2 separate regions of the Danio rerio genome follow, and region 2 is linked to region 1. A link is a contact called in public HiChIP or PLAC-seq data. All regions are on one chromosome and are shown on one strand. The core of a region is the stretch at or near the end of the contact, and the rest is flanking DNA. Distances in the headings are between cores, read along the strand shown. Region 1 holds the start of mycla (MYCL proto-oncogene, bHLH transcription factor a). Region 2 holds the start of zgc:153911.

Region 1 (7,019 bases), core at 219-2,718:
ACAAATTAATAAATGAACTAAGGACCTAATGAATGAGGGAACAAAGAAATGAATGAATGAATGAATGAACAAATGAATGAGCGAACGAATCAAGGGAGGAATGAAGGAAGAACCAAAAGAATGAAGGAAGGGTTCAAGGAAGGACTAAACAAACTAAGGAAGGAAGGAATGAACGAATTAATGAACAAACAAAGGCCCTAATGAAGAAAAGAACAAAAATATGAACAAACGAATGAGCGAAAAAATGAAGGAAGGAATGAAGGAAAGAACAAATGACTGAAGCAAGGAATAAACAAACAAATAAATGAAGGAAGGAAGGATAGAATAAACAAACAATGGAAGGAAGGTTGGAAGGAACAAACAAATATGCACTACAGAATGTTACGTTTACACATAACAGCACAAACTGCATGTAAGCTCATCAGCTTTTCAGTGTAATACTCGCTACTCTTGAGTACTTTTGAAAGGGCTACTTTTTACTCATACTTTGAGTAATATTTACAACAGATACTTTTACTCAACTTGCACTACATTTTAGGCAAGTAATGGTACTTTTACTTGAGTATGATTTTTTTACTTGAGTATGATATTTTTCTCTTTCCACCACTGTATATTTTATTATCGTTAAATTTTAATTTAATACATACTCTAAAAATGTTAGGTTATTTCAAAGTTTGGTTAAAATATGGACAAAAAATACGCTGGCTTATTTTTTCTCAAATATTTACCCATTGTTTTTTCCTTATTAATTTTGTTAGTTTAACAGTGTTTATGGTTTGAGTTTATCTTTATATCATATTACTAAGTTTTATGTTCTTTTTGGTACTACTTCTTAGGCTTTTCTTATTTTCTTTTTTAGTCCCTTCTGCAACCATGTGATACTGTTATTTTAGTAACCCACACACTACAAATACATTTTGAAAAAAAAATCTGTTGCGTTTTTCATCAACAGATGCTTCAAAAAACAGAAGGGCAGAAAGACTTCAGAGTTTGCATCTTTCGAGGATTAGCGCGTTCAGACGCAACATATTGATTAGTGCGTCATGCATCAGAAGGCAATTAAAGGGACGCATCAGTTCAATCGTGATGAGATTGGAGTAGTGACGTAGACGCTTCTATTTTCATTCAAATACTCGTTTTAGCGCTGTGAATTGCCTTCACATTCACAATAAAGCGGCGGTTCACACGCTCTCCCCGCCCCGCGCCTCCGGTGGGCGTGGCCACGCGGTGCTCTCGCACACAAAGACGCAGATCTGGCGCGAAAGCACTTTTACCGGCAGCGGGCTGGGGGAGGGTGCGGCTCCACTGCACCACGCGGATCGATCGTTGCTGCCGTTGTAACAGGACACCCGCTTTATATCCGCGAGGAAGAAAAGGAAAACTTTTCTTGTTGTTCAGGTTAAACGGCTGTGAAACAGACTGCTGGAGTAGCGCGCGCTATTGTTTCGCGAGAGCGCGTGTACCGGAGTTCTACCGGACGCTGCGCTTCTTTGTTCTGTTCTGCGCGTCCCGTAGACTCTCCCTGGACTTTGCAGGTCTGCGACCCCATGGTAAGTGCATATTTTACGTCGGACTATCACAGACTTGATCTCAAGTTAATTTTGTTGTTCGCTCTAGTGTTGACTCGTGGGCTGTTGAACATTTCCTGTATCTTTTTATGGGACCTGGTGTTACTTTCACCCTCTTAGTGCGTTTAACCTTAATGGGAGTGTTGGAGTAACGCATTCACATCACATGCGACCGTTTCTCTGTCGTTCAGTCAGCAGGGGTTAACTGCTGTTAGTGTTGATAAACTATTTTGCCTAGATAGACCAATCTCAACCGTTATGCATGTGCACTACAGATATGTGCATTTAATGCAGGTTAGTGAGCATACGCGTGTGCATGCATGTATATCATTTTAAAGCAATGCATTGGTATTTGCGTGTAAGAATAGCACTTTACAGCATTTAATGTACATTAAGCAATGCACTGAGTGACAGCATGCAGTTAGTGAGTGTGCGTTTTACTTGTAAAGTGCATTGCGACGCTTTTGAGCTCCACGTGGTCGGGCATCATTTGATCTAATGACCCGTTGTCTTCGCAGATATTCGTGTAGTAGTACATGGTCTGAAGCGATGCCTGGAGTCAACACCCAAACACTGTACGGCTGGGACATGGAGCACTACTTTTACGACGAGATGGACACCGAGGAGGACTTCTTTAAGTCTACGGCGCCGAGTGAGGATATATGGAAGAAATTCGAGCTGCTTCCCACCCCGCCCATGTCGCCCTCAAGGACGCTGGATGGGGACTGGTTATTCCCGATACCCGGGGACCGGCTTGGGTGGGCGCCGCCGAAGGTGTTAACGTGTGATGAGGAGTATGAGGGGCTTCACAAGTTCGACCCACTGGACATTTTTGGGAATCTGGGTTCAATTGTTATCAAAGACTGCATGTGGAGTGGACTTTCCACGAGTCACCGGCTGGAGAAGGTTGCGCATGGAGAGCGAGCACCGGTGGCCGCTCTGATCCAGAACTCGACCGCACAGAAAGCTGCCCGTGCCGCATCGGGCACGCCCGTGACAGGGAGCCAGGCGGCACAGTGCGTAAGCCCCGCCGCAGTCCTGGAGCTCCCCGTCCCGCATAAGAAAGTGGCTGCTGGCTCCTCCGGTTCAGAGTGTCGCTCAGATTCATCCGGTAAGAGACTAATATTGATGACATGAGGCGATAATTACTTTAATACCACGCAGAGTCTGTTGAGAGTGTGCTACAAATATGGATGATTAATATATGATTACTTGCAGTTCAGACTAAATCTTCCAGACAATTTATTTTTAATAATATTTCTAAAGAAATGGTGAGCCCAAGCTTAAACCCAGACTGAAAGGTCCTGATGTGGAGCGGATTCCCTTCCTCTGCTCAAAAGTTGTGTAATCCGCTCCAGTGCCACTCCCAGTTTTTCATTTCCCACTTGCACGTTGGGGGAACTCCACTGCTTGCACTACTCTCTGAACTTTGCTAAATCCAATTATTTACCATTTGCTGCAGCGTTCAGAGAAACCGCCCTGGCATTGTATTATCATTCTTATCCTAGCTTATTTTGTTTATCTTTTCAGGTTTTCATTGTAGTTTGAGTAGTTCTTTGCACTTTTAGGTTTGAATAAGTATATAATGTTTATAGGTGTAATTTGTTATTTTTATTTTTTGTAATTTTATTTGTCCTCATTAAATTTGCAGTGCGTATTCTAAACTTTTTTGTTGTTTTAATATTTATGCTTTCTTCTAATTGCTAAAATGAATGGTGGTAATGGTTAGCAAAAATTACACTACCAAAGCATTAAAGGGACAATATTAATGAAATTGTGCCTTTTAAATATGCCAATACAACAGTGTAACTAATTGACTCATGTCACAAGAGCTGGAAATCAACTTCCATCCCAAAATCTACGAAATATTCAACAGTTTTATTTGTAGTTTACTAGTGAGTAAATGACCTTTACACAAAGCTGTTTGTTATAAAGTGGAAGCATAAATTGCATTTGTATAACCTGCAGTATTATGAAAGATGTTTGTACTAGGCATGGGCCAGTATAATATTTTGACGGTATTGATAACCTTGGATAAACGTATCACTGTATTGTGACTAGTGCCCTAAACCAAGTTCTTTTTAAATGTCTGAGTAATAAACAACATCTTTTCTTCCGTTGAGCACAATATATTTTAATTTAAGAAGCATTTTAAATATTTTGAAATGGGCGCTTTTGACGTGAAGGGTACTTTTTTGCTGGACATACTGTTGCCCTAAAGAACTAAAGTCACAAAATAAACATGTAAAAAAGAAAAAAACTTAACATGTACCATAGAAACGGTATATCTGAAAATTATGCTGGTTTTAAAACCTTGACTTTTCCAAACCGCGTTAAACCTTGAACCCGGTTATCATCTCATGCCTAGTTTGTACCCAGTTTTGTATTTTTTGTTAGTATACATTTTTATTTGGATTTCATATTGTGCTGAAAGATGTCTCATTTAAAATATCCTGTAATTTTGCTGAAGCTGCCAATCACTTTGTCTCCTCAGATGACGATGAGGATGATGATGAGATTGATGTTGTGACTGTGGACAACCGGCCCAAACGTGGCCGTCCTCCGAGTCGCCGGACGCCGGTTACCATTACAGTCAGTGCTGATCCATTTGGACCATGTCCCAAACGCTTCCACGTTTCTCTACATCGGCAACAACACAACTATGCCGCTCCTTCCCCTGACACGGACCCTGAGGATGACTTCGAGATTGAGCCTGTAAGCAAACGACCGCGTCTGGAGTCTTCATCTGCTCCCTCGTCTCCACTTTCCTCACCCGCCACTTCAGACTCTGAGGACTCCACTGAGCAGCGGCGCAACTTCTTGGAGAGAAAGCGGAGAGATGACCTTCGCTCCAGGTTTCAGGCGCTCCGTGAGGAGATTCCTGGTCTGTCCGGATCATCAAAGACCTCGAAGGTGGCGATTTTGACGCAGGCAACTGATTACTTACTTCAGTTGCACTCATCTCAGCGGCGCCAAGCTCAGGAGAAGAGAAAACTCAAAGCCAAACAGCAGCAGCTTCTCCGCAGGATCAGTGCGCTGCAGAACTCTTGAAAAACATCCAGTTTAACTTGGCTAATCTTATATTTCCAAAGCTCATTACATGGACAAGGAAACTTGTTTGTCATTCGCAGAAATGACACTTGAAACACTGCAGGGAGATCTTTAAAAAATCGCATTCATTTCTGGCCTTCTTGTGAGGATCTGTGTGTTTGTGTGCGCGCGCGTGTTATTCTGTAGACTTGAAAACATGAATTTTTGTATGAGATGATGACAAATGTGCACATGCAATGCCTTTATAAACCTCAGTGGACAGCGGCGATACAGAGGAAGCTGTAATATTGACAAATTTACCTCCATAGAAAGAAGGGTGGGTGGTGTTTGTATGCATGTTGGGTGTGTAGGGGTGCGTGAGGGGAGCATGGTGTTTGAACACATGTAAAAAGTCTGAAGTGTCTTGTTCATAATTTGATCTGTACAAAATGTGATGTAAATACTGTATTCAGAGGACTTCATCCTCCTGTATCTACTCGACTGCACAGAGATTCTATTTTGGTAAAGAATAAAGCATCTAAAATGACTGGAGGTGGGCTTTCACGTTTATTTGTATCCATCTATATTGAGAAGGATATAATTTCTCAAGTATTAGACTGGGTATCTGTGAGGTCTTAATGCCTTAAATGTAAACAATTTTAGGCCTTAACGTCTTAAATTCACTAAAATATTGTGTTGTATGTGCTACATAATTGTAAACCGGTTTTAATTTTCCTCTGTCCAACTAAAGCTACTCAATAGGGTATATGCCGAGCTAGTGCTGTTCCTATGCTGATACACTTCCGGTGACCTGTTATTGTGAACTTTTTTCCATTTTATACAGTTCCTTATACAGCATCGATGTTGTAATGTCATTAAAATACTTTCAGTTAAATAAACTTTAGCATTTATTTAGTTGCTCAAGCGTAAAACGAGACAAAAAGCTGTTTACTCACACGTGCCCGTCAGAATCGGCAGGCTAACGCAGAAGCTCCATTGAATATACTGGGGTAAAAATAAATGCTCATATTATAAAGATATGGCGGGGGAAATGTAATTTAATGCAGTGCTTCTTGTACAATCTGAGACCCACTTTAAATCGGATATCACTCAGCTAGTGGAGATCGCTGATTTTTTTAAGAAAACAGACTTTAAATGCACCAGATTTTGCATTGACATTCAATTAGCCGGAAGTGCTTACTGGCAAATTAAAAGTCCTATTAGCATGCTTCGGCATATACCCCATTAGACGGACATCCATCCGATAACCAGCCATCCATCTTCATAAAATCAGGGAACGATAACAATTACCTTTACTCATGATCATAACAGCAATTTATCCCTTTACAACATTATCTTCCATTCATATAAAAGCTATTTACAGAAGGGTGAGCAGACTTAATATTTATAAATGGACATGAAACTTATAAGCTTTTATAACGAATGCATTAGGTTGAAGATAAGTTATCAATTAATTTCAACCAAAAGCCAACAAATATATATTTTTGATCATGCAATTAATATAATAAATATACTTTTGACAATGTTAAACTTGTCATATAAAAAAATAGAAATATTTTATTGAAAATAGTGTTTACAACTGGAGTTTTTTTTTTTTTTTTGTGTTGACACTAAAGAATGTCACTAAGAAATAATCATTAGTGTTTAGCCCTGCAAATGTCTAAATTTCCTTTCATAGTGCTCCTAAAACAGTCCTAAGAAGTCTCCAATTTCAACTTTCTGCTTTTAATATTTATTAACAAAAATAAGACTACGGTTTTGGAACTATAGAACATTGCAATATTTTATTCTCCCGATTATATTGCAATATAAATGCAATTTCCCCAGATTAATATCTGTATTGGAAAAGAACTGATAATTTTAGATTAATTCAGATGATTCTGATGGGGAGTGCATCAGTATAATATTTAATAAACACGTAAATATCGCTCTTAAATTTTTTATTACTTTCCCTCTGTGTGACCCTGCTCTGTCATGTTACATTATTCCTTCAATATGTTGAGCATGAACAACTTAGACACTGAGACAACTGAGCAGCTTGTACCAAAGAAAAATGCATACTTATTTCTTACTGTACAAAAACTTTAATTAATCATAATCAGGTTAAAATGTTCAATTAATCGAGATTTTGATTTAATGCCCCATCGCCCAGCCCTTCTATAAATACAATAAAGAAAAAACACCACAGAAACAGTTTTTCAATTGCTTTCGGAGTCTAACAGTATTCAGGTACATTCATTTATTTTCTTGTCGGCTTAGTCCCTTTATTAATCAGGGGTCGTCACAGCGGAATGAACCGCCAACTTATTCAGCACATTTTTACACAGCGGATGCCCTTCCTGCCGCAACCCATCTCTGAGAATCATACACATCCACATCCACACACACACTCATACACTA
Region 2 (6,672 bases), core at 2,182-4,681, 69 kb before region 1:
AAATACACTTTTCTGACATGTTCAGTCAAGTTGAAAATGAAATTTAACTTCTGAAAGTAAATAAGTCAAATAAATACCATGATGTTTGAGCACATGTTGGTGTTGTTGATACTTATGTGGAACAAAAGATGCATATATGAAGTTTAACAGTTAAAAGAACCCGCGCTAAGCCTAGAGCAAACCTTATATCACATGACCAATAATGACATTGGTTTGTTTTAAACACTGGTGGGTAAAAGTACAAACAAACAAAATACATGAACTATAGGTGCTTATTTGTTTTATCACAGGCAGTAAATTTATTGGCAATAAAACTAAAGGCAGCCACTGCACTGTAATCTTGATCCACACACAGTGGCTACATAATATATTATAGCTATCTCGAGCAATTGTTTATTTCAGTCATTTAAATATGAACTAAAACACATTTGTTTGACTGACTGCAGAAACATTTGACAGTGAATTAAATGCTAGGCTAATTCATTCTCTTCCAGTAGATGGGGCTAATAGATAAGTAAAAGCGCCACCATGAGCACTGAAATCAGCTTAAGTTTAATGAATGAAGCCCATGAAAAGTAGCATATATGTGTTTACTCTAACTGTAGATAAGTTGAACACATATCCTGCGGTTTTTCACACTTTTTGAACCGTTACATCTCTGAACGATAGCTAATTATAAGTTACAGTGAAAACCTAAATAAAGCTTTATATAATGATGAAAATAAATGAAACGATTAAAATGCATCATCATATTTCTCACATGTATTTATCAGTTATAATGCTGCATATTAACCAGCTAACATCACTGTCCCGTGTTTCTCTTCATTTTTCACAGCCGCTCTGTCGCTGAATGACTTTTTGTGTGTTGTTTGGTGTTTTTTAATAATTGTTATATTAGATAATCAACACCAAACCAAAACATTTGTGCATATATGTGCATTTAAAAACATGTGTTTGGATTCATCCTCTAAATCAGAAAATTTTTTAATTGAATATAAAAATAACATCACTGCATTGAAGAGAAAATACAATAACAAAAGTTAGGAAAGAGAAAAGAGAAAATCTTCACAAAGCCTCTATCAATAAAGACTATCCTAAGCTTTAAAAACGATTGCTTAAGAGACTCAACATTTTGAGCGAAATTTCAGCAAGTATATATACATGTAGGCTATATATCTATAGTAAGCATTAGGGATTGTCCTTAGGAACTTTGAGTGTGTTGTTTGGTGTGTTTGGGTGTTGATACGTATCACGTTGCCACACCCGCACGACGTTGTTTTCCATGACGTCATCACGCATATACCAGTAGTATCTACTAGATTCGAGAATGTTGTCGGTTGTTCTCCTTGCTGTTCAGGTTGCTGTGGCGACTTTGCGATATCGTAATGTCTTTGGCGGTATGAGGTCAGATCTTTTTATAGTGTGCGTCGTTAACAACCAGCAGTGGTGGAAAGAGTACTGAAAAATCATACTCAAGTAAAAGTACCATTACTTGCCTAAAAATGTAGTGCGAGTAGATTAAAAGTACCTGTTGTAAATATTACTCAAAGTAGGAGTAAAAAGTAGCCCTTTCAAAAGTACTAGTAGTGAGTATTACACTGTGAAAAGCTAATGTGTTCATGTAATTTGTGGATGTGTGTAAACGTAACATTCTGTAGTGCATGTAGTTATTGCCCAGTAGGCACACAACGTCATAGGATGTTAATATTAGCTTAGATTTAGGTTGTGATGTCAAGTGACCAAAATTCAATGTCTAGCCAGCGTCTAAGGACAACATTAATTTGATGTCTAATAACGACGTTAAATGACGTTGATATTTAGTCGATTTTAGGTTGTGTTAGAAAGTGACCAAAATCCAATGTTGAGCTAGCATCTTAAACCAACATCACACTGACGTCAAATACTGATAATTATTCATCAGGTGTGGCAACCAAAATTCAACATCAGGTAGACGTCATGGTGGTAACGTTCACACAACTTCAAGCTTTGACATCATTAGACGTTGATATTTGGTTGGTTTTCGGTTGGACATTGACGTTGGTCTGACAGTAAGTTCTGACGTCAACCCGATTTGAATTTAAATTGAATTCACCTTTATTTGTATAGCGCTTTTACAATGTAAATTGTGTCAAAGCAGCTTTACATAGAAGATCATAGTAAATACCAAACAAAATGCATCGCCTTAAGACATTGGGGTACAACGTCAATTGGACATCATGTTGATGTCTTGTGCTCATTGGGTGTTTAAGGCCATTTTGGTCCCCATACAGTAAACATCTGTCATTTTCTCATCAGTGACCTGCATCTAAACAGTCTCTGGGTCATTGCGTGTAAAGAATTTGGACATCTTCTTGGACACTTTTAATGCTACCAAACAGTTTGCTGCAATTATAAATCACCCATGTCTTCAGGTATTTCATTATGAAGCGATTTACCTTCAATGTGTGATTTGATTGGACGGGAATTACAGGACTGATTTTTCTAATCCCCATAGACAAGAAAAATAAAGTAGTGACTGCAGGTTGAAGGAAAGTAGTGAGAGTAAAAGTACAGATACTGCAATAAAAATGTACTCAAGTGAGAGTAAAAGTACACATTTTTAAAACTACTCAGTAAATTACAATTCCTGAGAAAAAGTAATTAATTACAGTAATTTGAGTATTTGTAATTAGTTACTTTACACCACGGACAACCAGGGCACATATTTAAATCATTGTGGTATATCAGATCCCAGATCATTAATGTTAAAATGGGTTTTGTTTTTTAATGTGTTATTTAGAAATAAAGTTTCCCAAGTTTGTCTTCCTAGAGTGAAAAAATAAATGAAAACAGCTGCTATTAAACCGAGCTCAAATTTGGGGATGATGACATTTCTGTCATTTACTCAACCTTCATTTGTCACAAAACTTTTTGAGATTCTTTTTTTCATTGTACACAAACGTTTTTGTTTAAAGTTGTTTCATATCATTATGAGTTTTCTTTCTGTGTAGAACACAAACGAATTTATTTTTAATAATATTGGAATCATGTATCCATTGACATCAATAAAGAAAAAACAAATACTATAGAAGTCTATGGTTACAGGTTTAATATCTTTAATATCTACAGTTTAAATATCTTCTTTTAGTTTTACACTCAAAAAGGAAACGTGGGCAAGTAAAGGGGGATTTTTTTTGGAAGTGAACTACCCTCCTGGAAAAAAAACATGTTGGTTTTGATGTTTTGATGCTGTAAGCTGGTTTTGCTGGTTTCTACATGATCTCCTCTCCTCTGACACACCCCTGCCGGTTTCACGCGTGGATGTTTTGGTTACACAATAGAGGCGGGGCTAAATCTCGTAACTATGGGGCGGACATTAATACAGTGACAATATGGAGTGACAGCTCAGAGTTCATCGAGAGTGATCGGGATCGGACCTCTGCTGTTGATCAGCTCGGCTTCACCCACATACAACTAAACAAAATCACTGAGTTTTTTGTTTTGTTTCTGGTAATAGTGATTCAGGAGTGTTAAAGGATTTACTTCTTTCCTGCGGTCGTGGATTGTGATATGAACTTGAAGGTGTTCTGCTTTTTTTTCCTACTTCTTGAAGCCTCCTGTTTCAGTAAGTATCTCAAAACTATAATGTAATCTTAAAGTGATCTGTTTGTGTTTACATATGTGTACCTTTCATATTTATTATTTATTTATGTATAGACTGTATTTAAATTAATACTGTGTTTGTAAAGTGTGTCATTGTATTTTGCACTGTCTGAAGCCTGTAGCTAGATAAGTTGTTCACTTATTATAGCACACGTGCTGCTGGTGATGTGACGATAAAAGTGGTTTGATTATATCTTTAAACCCCTAAAATAGTCTCTCTGCCCACGTGTTTGTTTGTATAATATAGCATATGTTAGGACAGCACCCATAATATATTGTATAGTGTGTTGGCATTTGCCAACATGCCGAGACATGCTTAGTCAGAATGAATGTTATAATGACTCATCATCATGACCCAGATTAGATGTGACCTTGGGATTTAGGTGCTTTCATGATGTCATTTCATTATGATCTCATTAGTTTATAAACACGAGGGCACGTGGACAGTGGAGCTAAAGAAACATTCATTTGATTGCATTCCGCTTTTGATTCTCATTATCAGTAAATCTTAGTTTGAGATTCAAATATTACTGTAAATGCTTAATGCAAGAAGAAATCTGCTGCCAACAAACTGATCATTCAAGTTATGATTGTAAAATAAATGTCTTCTTTCCTCTTTGTGTCTCTTTAGTTGAATTTGAGATCTCTGTTCCCCGAAGTCCTGTCATTGGGTTTTACGGTGAGGAGCTGATCCTCCCTTGCACATTCCCTGTGGATTCTTCGTGGGATCTGAGCAGCACTGTTATCACATGGCAGCGAGGGCTGGATGTAGTTCACAGCTTCTACTACAGTCGGGATCAGCTGGACCGGCAGAATCCTCATTATGTCAGCCGCACCAGTCTGTTCATTCAGGAGATGCAGCGAGGAAACGCCTCTCTCAAACTGGACAAAGTGACTCAGAGGGATGCCGGTGTTTACACCTGCTCCATCAGCACAAACTCCGGCAGCCAGAAGAAGAGCTTTGCTGTAAATATTGCAGGTAACAAAATGACACATATAGACATGTTGATGATGAATCTCATGAATCGAGCTCAGAAAATGGGAAAAATGCTTGTTTTAACATGCGTGTTGTGTTTCCCAGCGCTCTACTCTGAGCCTCGTCTGCAGTTCTCCATGTTGACGGATGGAGTCAATCTGCTGGTGACGTCAGATGGAGGATACCCTTCTCCAACACTGCAGTGGCTGATGGAGAACTCAGACATCACCAACCAGACTCAAACACACCTCAGACAGGACACAAGCACAGGACTTTACATCGTGTCCAGCTGGATAAAACTCTCTGACGTCTCAAATTCATCTTTGACATTTATTCTGCACAACAAACCGCTGGGGCAAGACATCAGAAGAGAGATCCAGCTTTCGTCAGGTGAGGACTTTGTAAAAGAAATCAATAAATATAAGCATTTTTAAATGTTTATGAACAATCAATATTGATGGAGATAGTTTAAGCAAACATGAAAGTTCTGTCATTATTTTCTCCTTCCAAACATGCACTGTACTATTTACAATAATCATAATTATTTTTTTTTCTTTACAGATAAAATTGAAAAACAAGAAGAGAACAGATGCTCTGAATGCTTCATTTTGATCCCAGTTGCTCTGCTGCTGCTCGCGATGGTTTTATTGTTTGTATTCTTTATCAAAAGAAGAAGAAAAGCAGAAAAGAGCAAACAAAGTTCCTCCAGTGAAACTAAAAGTCTGAGTGAAAATGTATGATTATGATGGTTATGCTGTTTTTTTAATGATGATCATTTCCAGGACAGAATTTAGTATTATATTTATTGTTACATGGTTCAAGTTATTTTAAACCAGTTTTTAACAAATAAACACTTTATTTGTGCTGTGATGATCCTTTCATGTTAAATACCATTTCAATGCATTATTCCACTGATCTTTATGTCAGATATCTGGTGTGTTTGTCACAGCTAAACTAACCAAATCTTCCTAGGTGCTAAACACTTTTAACAGAGCTAAAAATTTCATAAACAGAATTTGTCAGTCATATCATATTATGATGCACTGCTGATGTCCTGCTTAACAAGCATTATGTTTGAGACCATTTCCATTAGTGTTATACATTTTACTCTTGACTTTATGCACTAAACAGTATTTTTTTACACACACCTGCTGGCAGGATCTTGTTGCTCCACAGTAACATTTTACAACGATATTTATTAAATTAGTTTCTCTCTAAAAATGGAATTTGATTTGAATTCATGTAATTTATAACATGTAATTTTATACTGTGAACTAGTGTGTTAGTAGTACTTATGTTTGACTATGGGACCACTGTGTGCTGTTTAATATTTCAATTGTTTACATTTGCCTCCGTATCAAGTGACATGTTTACTCATGTGATGCTGAAATAAAATATACATTTGTATAATATCCCACCAGTGTGATTAATATTACTTCACAGATTATGTGTATACAGGTGCTGGTCATATAATAAAAATATCCTAAAGTTGATTTATTTCCCCGATTCCATTCAAAAAGTGAAACTTGTATAATGTATACATTCATTCTTCACAGACTAATATATTTCAAGTGTTTATTTCTCCTTTAATAATTATGACAAGTAATGAAAACCCCAAATCCAGTATCTCAGAAAATGACAATATAACCGAAGACCAATACAAAGAAAACATTTCTAATAAAAATACTATCAACTGAAAAGTATGAACACGAAAAGTATGAGCATGTACAGCTCTCAATACTTGGTTGAGGCTTTTTTTGCACAAATTACTGCAGCAATGCAGCATGGCATGGAGTGAATCAGTATGTGGAACTGCTCAGTTAGCATGAGAGCCCAGGTTTCTCTGATAGTGGCCTTCAGCTTTTCAGCCTTGTTGGGTCTGATATCACATCTTCCTCTTCACCCAAAAATTTTCTAAGTGGTTAAGTTCCGGCAAGTTTGCTGGCCAGTTAAGAACAGGGATAACATGGTCCTTAAACCAGGAAGTGGCAGCTTTGGCACTGTCTGCAGGAGCCAAGTCCTGTTGGAAAAATCAAATCTGTATGTCCATAAAG

The links. HiChIP or PLAC-seq counts read pairs in DNA pulled down with a chosen protein or histone mark.
Region 2: an H3K4me3 HiChIP or PLAC-seq map of gastrula embryo shows a contact between it and region 1, with 2.4 times the contacts expected there. The contact joins the promoter of zgc:153911 here to the promoter of mycla in region 1. A contact is called at or near these places in 2 of 18 Hi-C or Micro-C datasets (caudal fin and an unstated tissue) and 2 of 4 datasets of contacts at active chromatin or transcription factors (embryo and gastrula embryo).

What each region holds. Positions count from the first base shown.
Region 1 is chr13:39,364,449-39,371,467 of GRCz12tu, reverse strand. It overlaps mycla (MYCL proto-oncogene, bHLH transcription factor a), which reads left to right and starts at 1,468. Exons shown (of 3, transcript NM_212937.1): 1 at 1,468-1,550; 2 at 2,087-2,679; 3 at 4,063-5,150. The coding sequence starts at 2,118. The coding sequence ends at 4,619. It also overlaps a transcript of mfsd2aa not described here.
Region 2 is chr13:39,435,773-39,442,444 of GRCz12tu, reverse strand. It overlaps zgc:153911, which reads left to right and starts at 3,431. Exons shown (of 4, transcript NM_001077315.1): 1 at 3,431-3,604; 2 at 4,274-4,621; 3 at 4,724-5,008; 4 at 5,180-6,030. The coding sequence starts at 3,550. The coding sequence ends at 5,358.